2 separate regions of the Mus musculus genome follow, and region 1 is linked to region 2. A link is a contact called in public HiCAR-type data. All regions are on one chromosome and are shown on one strand. The core of a region is the stretch at or near the end of the contact, and the rest is flanking DNA. Distances in the headings are between cores, read along the strand shown. Region 1 overlaps Prkaa2 (protein kinase, AMP-activated, alpha 2 catalytic subunit). Region 2 holds the start of Fyb2 (FYN binding protein 2).

The links. HiCAR-type assays count read pairs that join an accessible place to other places.
Region 1: a contact with region 2 is called in a HiCAR-type map of kidney, with 2.8 times the contacts expected there. The contact joins the enhancer-like site here to the promoter of Fyb2 in region 2. A contact is called at or near these places in 6 of 39 promoter capture datasets (frontonasal cranial neural crest, hippocampal neurons, liver and 2 more), 22 of 484 Hi-C or Micro-C datasets (the AtT-20 cell line, B cells, the C2C12 cell line and 15 more), 2 of 115 datasets of contacts at active chromatin or transcription factors (bone marrow-derived dendritic cells and kidney) and 2 of 9 other capture datasets (adipose tissue and embryonic stem cells).

What each region holds. Positions count from the first base shown.
Region 1 is chr4:105,029,415-105,033,604 of GRCm38.p6, forward strand. Prkaa2 (protein kinase, AMP-activated, alpha 2 catalytic subunit) reads right to left here. Exons shown (of 9, transcript NM_178143.2): 9 at 236-4,190. Among named protein-coding and RNA genes, the nearest start is that of Gm52670, 12 kb to the left of the region's middle. Within about 2 kb of position 1,712, at least 7 of the 459 cell types and tissues checked have an H3K27ac peak or open chromatin away from gene starts, as enhancers often do. A contact at or near this core is called in kidney, where this site is marked.
Region 2 is chr4:104,910,571-104,914,982 of GRCm38.p6, forward strand. It overlaps Fyb2 (FYN binding protein 2), which reads left to right and starts at 2,991. Exons shown (of 20, transcript NM_001162980.2): 1 at 2,991-3,120. The coding sequence starts at 3,112.

The sequences.
Region 1 (4,190 bases), core at 462-2,961, 120 kb after region 2:
TTTAAATAAAATAACTGTAAATCTGTTGGTTTCTGTTCTGAAACTGATTATAAAAAGTAGTCCCAATTTCAATAATTTAACAATGTTTTTAAATAGAGATGTACTCTGCCACTGCGCCATATATTATGGGACTATTGTATAGGCTAAGAACGAATGCATGGTGCCCCAGAAAAGCAAGTCAAATTATTACTATCCAGTAATACACTACGTGATGATCATGGACACAACCTAGTATCTGCCAAGTTTCAGTTTTATTTTTTACACACAAAAGTCACTGTTAAACATGATGAAAAAAAAAACCACAACTATTCCTACCAAAATAATATCAAAATACTATCCTTCAAGGTCATAGTTCATAGCAACTTCAAAATGAACACTCAAAACAGTACAACCATGAATATAGTTGTGAACAGTTTTGACAGTTGTATTTTGGTACATTAAGGCAGCTTCAGACAACACTTTGAATAACAATATTTATTGAAACAAAAGACAGATTCGATATTTAAACATTTGAGGTTTTCAAGAAATTTTTAAGTGTCTTACAGTAAGAACACTATGATTTGTGAAACTGTGTCTTAAACATTCTCAGCACTATGCCCTTATTACATATGACATCTAAAAACAAGATACTCATCCTACCATTCTCAAAGGTGTCTAGTAAAAAAGGGAGGATTGACACTGAGGATGGGACTATAAACCCCTACTTAGGGGCTTTGAAACGGCTTCTCACACACATCTGTGAGGTAGGTTATCATCCACATTTTGTACAAGAGAAAACTACACAAGGTTACATAACTTGTGCTGCTATCGTAACACACAGGGAATTAGATCCAATTAAGAGTCAGTCCTTAGCTCTGAATTTCTTTCCTTTATAAACTTTCAAATATAAACACTGCTAATAATTGCATTCATTTTAAAAGCATAAGAAGGCAGCCAAATATTTTCCCAGGTGGCTTTAAAAAGTGAAATAAGTGAAAGAGAAAATGTATTCAGTGAAGAACGTCACTGGTGATGCTGTGAGGTTTGGTCAAGTAGAACTGAAAGGGCAGAAGCAAATCCTGTGACCGTCTGTGGGAGGGACAGGTAGGTCACAGAGAACCCGAGGAACAGGAGAGGGGGTGGGGTGGGGCAGACTTGGAACACGTTCACTTTGACTCTACAATTATTTGAGAAGGCACCAGGTACGCTTTCTTTCTTTGTGTAGACAGTGGGTCTATGTCTCTTTGATTCTGGGAAAATGTTCTCCATTTAGAAAACATGGGCTTCGAATGTGGTAACAAACCTTATTTACAAGTGACTTTTAGCTGTGAAAATGCACATTCAGACTAGCAGGAGAAAAATAACAATGCAACTCTTTCCTAGGAGGCTTCGGTTTCTCTTTGCAAATTTAAATAAACACAAAGTAGCAAACCTTGAATTAAAAAAAAAAATCTGTATAAACCTTGTTTTTTAAAAAGTCTGTCCAAAAAAAATTTTTTTCATTCTAGGACATTCTAAAAATCCTTAACTATTTTTTTTAAAACTGGAAAGAATATTATACCCTAGAATTTCCTTAATTGCACTTTAAATATATTTGAATTACCCACCCTGCTTGTTCAAATAATCATGAATTACCTCTATAAAACTTGAACTGCTTTTAGACATAAACTACAGTTACTAAAAGTCACATGCAGTCGCAACCGGCACTGCTATGCAAGGCTGGCAGTAAACATTAATGTTGGCTCACAAAATACAGGCCTGCAGTCTGATAACGTCTGGATTGGACCTGATTCTGAACAGGTTATGGCTGAAGAAGCTTAATCAAAACTCCATCCAGTCTAGAGTCTAGACTGGGGCCTGTTCCTCACGGTATTACTGTTCAGTAGCATCAACCGCATCATAAATATTCAAGGAAAGGCGCCGCTGATAAAGACGCCGCTGCTAACTTGTTTACATAATCCATATGTATATATACACATACATATATGCATGACTTAAAGCTCATTAACTTAAGTTACGTTTCCAAGTTTAAAAAGGCTTGGTGAACTTCTATCAGAGCCAATAGTGATTAGGTAGCTCAGAGAGACACACTGTATAAAAACAGTGTCATCTCATTTATGCACAAAATTAAAAATGGCCAAAATGAAATTTAGATAAGCCTAGTTCAGCTAGCAGTCACAAACTGTGATCATTTAGATCGGGCTGGGGCTAATTTTCCTCGACAAAGAGCGCCTGGACTTTCAGAATCATGTAGAGGGCCAGGGGATTGAGGTTGAAGTTAAGCCCTTGCTTCTTACACGGGAAGCCTGGGCTCAGTCACCAGTATAAAACTCCCTACACCCAAATCATATAAATACAATTTCAGAAAAAAAAATATGTCCTAGAGATTTTTCTGGATTTTAAGCACCCTCAATAACTTATAAATACTTATAATAAAATCAATATAATCATAAATATTTCACAAAATTACATCTAGTTAGTGCAATCAACTAGCTTTTATAATTAGACTAACTACATTCACTTATAACTACTATATGTCATTCCAGGACTTACAAACAACACACCAGTGTTTATTTTTATTACTTGACTCTCAGATGTTTCACAAACTCTTTCTGTTCAGCCCAGAAGATGATCAACTGCAGTGAGCCTGCTTACTGGACTGGGTACTGCGAGGGAGCACTAGCAGACCTGGAAATGCATGGGCCCCACCACTGCTACCTAGCAGTCATCTTCTAATGAATGCTAAATCCACACCATGTTTTCAGTTTTGCATTCCAGTAGTCCAAGTACTTTTGGTTAGTGTACCTTTGAAATGCCTCGGACTAAGGAAAAAACACTCATACTAGCAAACAAATACATAAAATGTGAACACTCACACTGACGCTCTGAAGTAGTAAACAAGGCATGACTTCAGAGCTCAGAGGGACGATAGCTCTGTGTCCATCCCTTTCATTTTAGGGTTTTAAATTGAGGCCAAGTCCTAGATCACACTTACTATCCAGAGTTTTCAACAGAGTTGCCAAGAACTACTAAGCCATAAGCCCTACTTAACAAGCCACAGAGAACTGAAGGACAAGTTGCCAGACTGAACCAAACACAAAGCAGACAAGTCTACGGGCAGTCTCACATTTAGGTATGAGACTTCACCCTGGGAGTGACCAGGCAGAGCTGTGGTATCTGTGTTAGGTATGTTCCAGGCTGTTAAGTCTTATGAACATCAGTGTGGGGCCCACATTAACTAAGCATGCTTGCATGTTAGCAGAGACTACAGATGAAGCAGTATAAAAATCTGATTCGGTTGTTTACGATTATTTTCCAAATTGTGTTTCATTTCATTTGTATTAAATTTGTGTTCCCTGAGTACAAACTAGCTAAGAAAAGAGTAGATTGAGAATTAAGTAAATATTCTTGAATACTTACTTGCATAAAGTAGAGAATTACTGTGCTACATATACCCAATTCCCTAACACAGAGGGTCTTAATGTTTCTGCTTAGCTTAGGCTCCTAGCTTCTCTCTGCAGATAACCAGATGTTGCAAGGGCCTTTTACAAGAGTTCTTGATCAAAACAGAACCCTAACTTGTGAATGGTTTGGTTTTCTCTCTCCCTGTAGATTTACTTTGAGATAGCTTCAATTTTGGTTTCCTAAATAAAAGGACTTAGAAAACGTTCAGTGGCCATTGAAAAATGAATAAAACTGGCTTGCTATCCATGAAGCCACAACAGAAAGCCACTGCTCTCTTACTCTTCTGGTTTTCCATAAGTAACCTTGTCTAGGACTTTTCAGTCACCCTCTAAGGGAAAAAAAGAATAGATGTTCTACCTAAAAAGCATCATATGATTAGGAAAACCAGCATGTGGTACAAGCCCAGACTCAGGATGACCCTATGTGCATGGTCAATGGAGCAGATCTGAATTAGCATCAGGCTCTGGGGAAGAGGTGTTACTCACTGTCACTAACGACCACACCGTGGCGCTCAGAGACAATCGTTTCTCCTATGTTCTTATGGGATGCTACAGTTCCTTTATTGTTTCAATTTGAAACAAGGTCTTGCTATCTATCTAGTTCTTAGGCCCCAACGTATCTTCCTGCCTCATACTCCCCAGTCGTATTACAGGTAAGCAACCAGACTCAGCAAACGTTTTAAAAGAGTAAACTAGTTTGGGCAAAGTAGGGTTTTTGCAGTTATGTGGGGTCTTTTTGTTTTGTTT
Region 2 (4,412 bases), core at 1,741-4,240:
CAACATTGATAACAGTGATTTGAGGTAAGAGGAGAGAGGACAAGAGGAATGGCATGTGGGGTCTTGCGAAGTGCTAAGAACCTTGCCAGAGTTCAGATGGCCGTTAGTCCTGAAGTTAACCTTGCTGGCCTTCACTTTAAAGACAAAGAACATCACAGAGGGACTTAGTGGGAACTGTATTTTCCATCTGCATCTTATGATAATTTTCAGGATGATACATGGTGCTAGGCGACTACTCTCCTACCTCTCTCTTTTGTCTGTTTACTTAGCAATGTTTTTATTACTTATAATATCTAATACAACATAATGATAGATAATTATTGAAGAAATAATGTCCCCAAAAGTCCATACACATTTAGTTCTGATGTAATCCTCCTGGCATCTCCATTTCCCCAACCCCTTTCCCACTGGATTTTTCTGCCTCTGTAATTTCCTCTTCCCCTATCATCCCTTTGGCCTCAGTTAAGTCATGATGTTTGTCATCAAGAGATAAATGAGCAAGCGACATGACGCTAGTTAAAGCACTTGCTTCTACAAAGGACCTGGGTTCGATTCCCAGCACCCACATGGTGGCTTTCAGTGGTCTGTAACTATAGTCCCAGAAGATAAAAAACAAACAAACAAACAAACAAACAACCCTCTTCTGGCTCTGCATGCACTTCAGACCTGTACTGCACATAAATACATGCAGACAAAATACACACAGAAGAGTTAATTAATTTAAAAATTATACAATATATTTTGTTATACTCTTTCCCCTTCTCCACTGTGCCCAGATCCTGCCATTTCCACTCACTCAACATCATATTCTTTCTCTCTCTTAACACAAAAATCAGCCTAGATGTCCATCAACAGATGAACTGGTAATGAAATGGGTTACACATGCAAGGTGGAATTGTATTCAGTTGTAAAGTAAAACCAAGTTATAAAATTCATAGGAAAACATAGAAGTAAGAAACATTATATTGGTAACCCAGGCTTAGAAATAAAACTACCTCTTCCTTGCCCACATGCAGATCCTAGCTTCTAAATGTTAACTACAGTTAGATCGTAGTAAGTATAGGAAAAGGCCAGGAAATTCAAAAGAGCCCAAGGGAAGGAGGAGGAGGCCAAGCCTACTGGCAATATAGTCCCCACGCCCAACAGCTAAATGAAGGTACCTCGTAAACACTAGGACTCACCACTCTAACTAGTTTAGGGCCAAACCAAAGGAAACCTCTAGGAGACCCTGAAGCCCTGCTTATCCTCGGCCATGTAGGCTGTCCTGACGCCACCAGGGGGAGCCCTTGTGTTGGGACCATGGGGATGTTGGAGGCCCAATGGCCCCTGGGGCGCAGAGCTGTGCTGAGCATAGGTCATAAAGGACCCTTGGCCTTGAGGAAAGACAGCAAAGGACTGTGAGCAGTGCTGGGCAAAGTGAAAATCGTGCAGTCGGTTACCTCTTAGGGGACAAGCAAGCAGTACTTCCTACCTACTCTCCTTCCCCTGCTCCTGTCAAGACAAGGGAATCTTATTATTTTAAGACTTTTTGTTTCCATTATAAATACTGTTTATTATGAATTTCTGTGTTCAATACACAAAATAAAATTTAAGTATTTAAGGTAATCATGGGATATATACAATTTATTCTGATTATTGCTAAAATCATGTTCACATTCAAGCCTTGAAGTCTGAGGAGCCAGTGTTTATACATGGAAGCATGCTGTCTAATGTGTATCTCACATAGGGTCTGACAGTGACTCTGGAGTGGACAAAGTACTGGTCCCATGTCTCGCCTACCCAACAGTGGGTGTTGTGTGGTAGTCAGCACACCTTCACTGTCCTCTCAGTGTTGCAGCGTCTCAGGGACGCCTCGATGGCCTACGGTTACCGACCTTTTTTAAGACTTTGAAAGCCAGGCATGGTGGTGCATGCCTTAAATCATAGCACTAGGGAGACACAGGCAAATAGATCTCTGTGAGTTTGAGGCCAACCTGGTCTACACAGTGATAGCCAGGATAGCCAGGGCTATAAACAGAGAAGACAACAATAATGATTTGGTTGGAGGCATTCCAAGTTATAATGTGAGTTTGAAGGCAGCTTGAGTAGGAGAACCTGCACCAAACAACAACCAAACAGACAAACAAACAAAAACATTTTTTTTTTTAGTCCATAAAAAGCAATGAAACTCAGCAGGCCGTATATAAATCAGAGCACCTGCCCACCTCCAATCCCCAGGACAGCTGAGAGATCTGCTGCCCCACCCCCACCCCCACCCCAAATCTAGGAACTGAAGTTTGGGTTTCCAGCCAGGATCAGCTCAGGCAGGAAACAGCAAAGAAATCAGAACCCGGAGTCATTGTCCATCAGAGCTCCTTTCCTTCAGCATCCTACCAGCATCACTCCGAGCTAGTTAAGGCCATCTCTCCAAGCTCCAGTTAGTGCCCTGCTAAAAGGAGGACAGCTGAACTTGATTCCAGGGCTACTTGTAAGAGCTAAAGGGATTCATGTCTTAAAACACCGCGACCATGCCTGTCTTTAAAAACAGGTGTAATTTATTTCAGCTTCCGCTCACCCCCCCCCCCCCCCCAATAAAAGCACCTGCCAGCTTAGCGACACTTAAGAGCTTTCTTTTCTAGGAGCCCTGAGCAGCTTTTGTGAAATTAAGTAGCCATCAGCAGGGGCGGAGTTGGGTGAGGGCGCTCACTAAAGGAGATCACGGTGTCCTGAGCTTTTTTTTTTTTTTTTTTCAGTCTAACTTTAGGGACAAGATGTACTCAGCTCTCAGAAACTCCCCCAGATGGGATGTGATGGGAGAGGACCCGACTCAGGCACAAAATGAAACCAGTGCAAAGGGAGTGATGGCAAGGAAGCCCGGGACCAGTGGCCTTCTGCCCACACACCGGCCCCTACCCCTATGCAGCAGGTCCGGCTGGCAGGATGGAGGCCCGCCCACCCGAGAGAGGGAGGAGCCACAGCCCAGGTGGAGCAGGTGAGGAGCCCCGGCTCCAGCTCCTCCGGGACAGGCGAAGTGACTGCAAGCTGGCTGGCGGAGGCGAGAGCATTGTTGGCCCCAGGATCCAACTCTGGGAAGCTGGCATTGTCTCCCAGTCGCTGCCTAGGAGGACCACAATGGAGGAGGTAAGGCACCCGCTCGCGTGTGGGCTGTAATCTTGCGAACTTTAGTTCCTTCCAAAGGAGGAAGCTCTAGGGAAAGAGCTGCCAGTGTGTCCTGGGCCGGGCCAAACATGTCAGGTGTCCCGCTATGAAACTGGCATGCTGGCCTTGCTCAGGCAGCCTGTGCCCTCTGTCTCTATAGAACCCGAGGAGCTCTCTCTAACTCAGGGCACAGTTCAAGTGCCTGTCACTTCATTGTTGACTTTCCTTCTCTGTCCGGCCTCTGCGGTGGCAGATGGGTGTCCAGGTTCAAGGACAGAGCATGACTCTGGGAAAAGGTAGCCTCGTAGTAAGTGATATGCCCTGTGGCATTTTTTACATCGCTGTTCCCTAAGAACTCTGTGGGCTGGGGCAAAAGTGCTAATGCCCTTGAGCCCTAGGGATCTATCTCACTTAAGTGAGACCGAAGGTGCATGAAAAAACAGAGCCCAGGCTTGCGGTAGCTCCAGAGGCTGGGGTGTTGAAAAGCTAAAGCCAGTCTGAGCCACACAGGGGGACACTGGAGGATTTTGGTTTTGACAAAAGCAACGCGAGGGTTTGAATGGCTTCGATCAGCTGGATGCTGTTAGCATAGTCAGAGATTTTGCCTGGCTAACCCCATCCCTTCTAGTCCTTGCCCTGCTGTTCTGTTAGTGACTTGCATTTCACAGATATATACAAGCATGTTGTGCCATGTCTCTATTACATATTTGGGAACAAAGTTATTTACTATTGAAATTGTGTTACTTCCCACCCAGATGTTTGGTTTACAGTCAGGATGGTGGATTCGCTCATCTGTGGCTGGCAAGGATTGCTCTGGAGTTTTAAAGGGGTGCTTGCATCTCTGGCAACACTGGTACCTCTGGTGGTTCACACCATTCAGTTAGTTGAGTTTTGGAAAGGGGGAGCCAAGAACCCCAGTTCCAGCCCATTTGTGGTGCTACCATGTTTAGAAACTACTTCCTTTAGTGGGGTGGGGGAAATTATTTTATTTAGAAAGGGTATGGATTTACAGCCCAGACTGGCCTCAACCTTTTAAATGCTTGAATTACAGGCAGGTGTCACCATGTCAACCTCTATTGGTCAACTTTTGGGACCTTCTTCCGAGTTGGCAACTTGCCAGGCTGAACTGATTCAGCCTGTGGATTCAGAAAAAAGAAAAGAAAAGAAAAGCATTTACATTCTGCCCTCTCTGGCTAGCCAGCATCCGAACTGCCCACCACCACTTCTGCTTATCAACCTGATGGGACAAAGACCTGGAGGTCATTGTCCCTGGG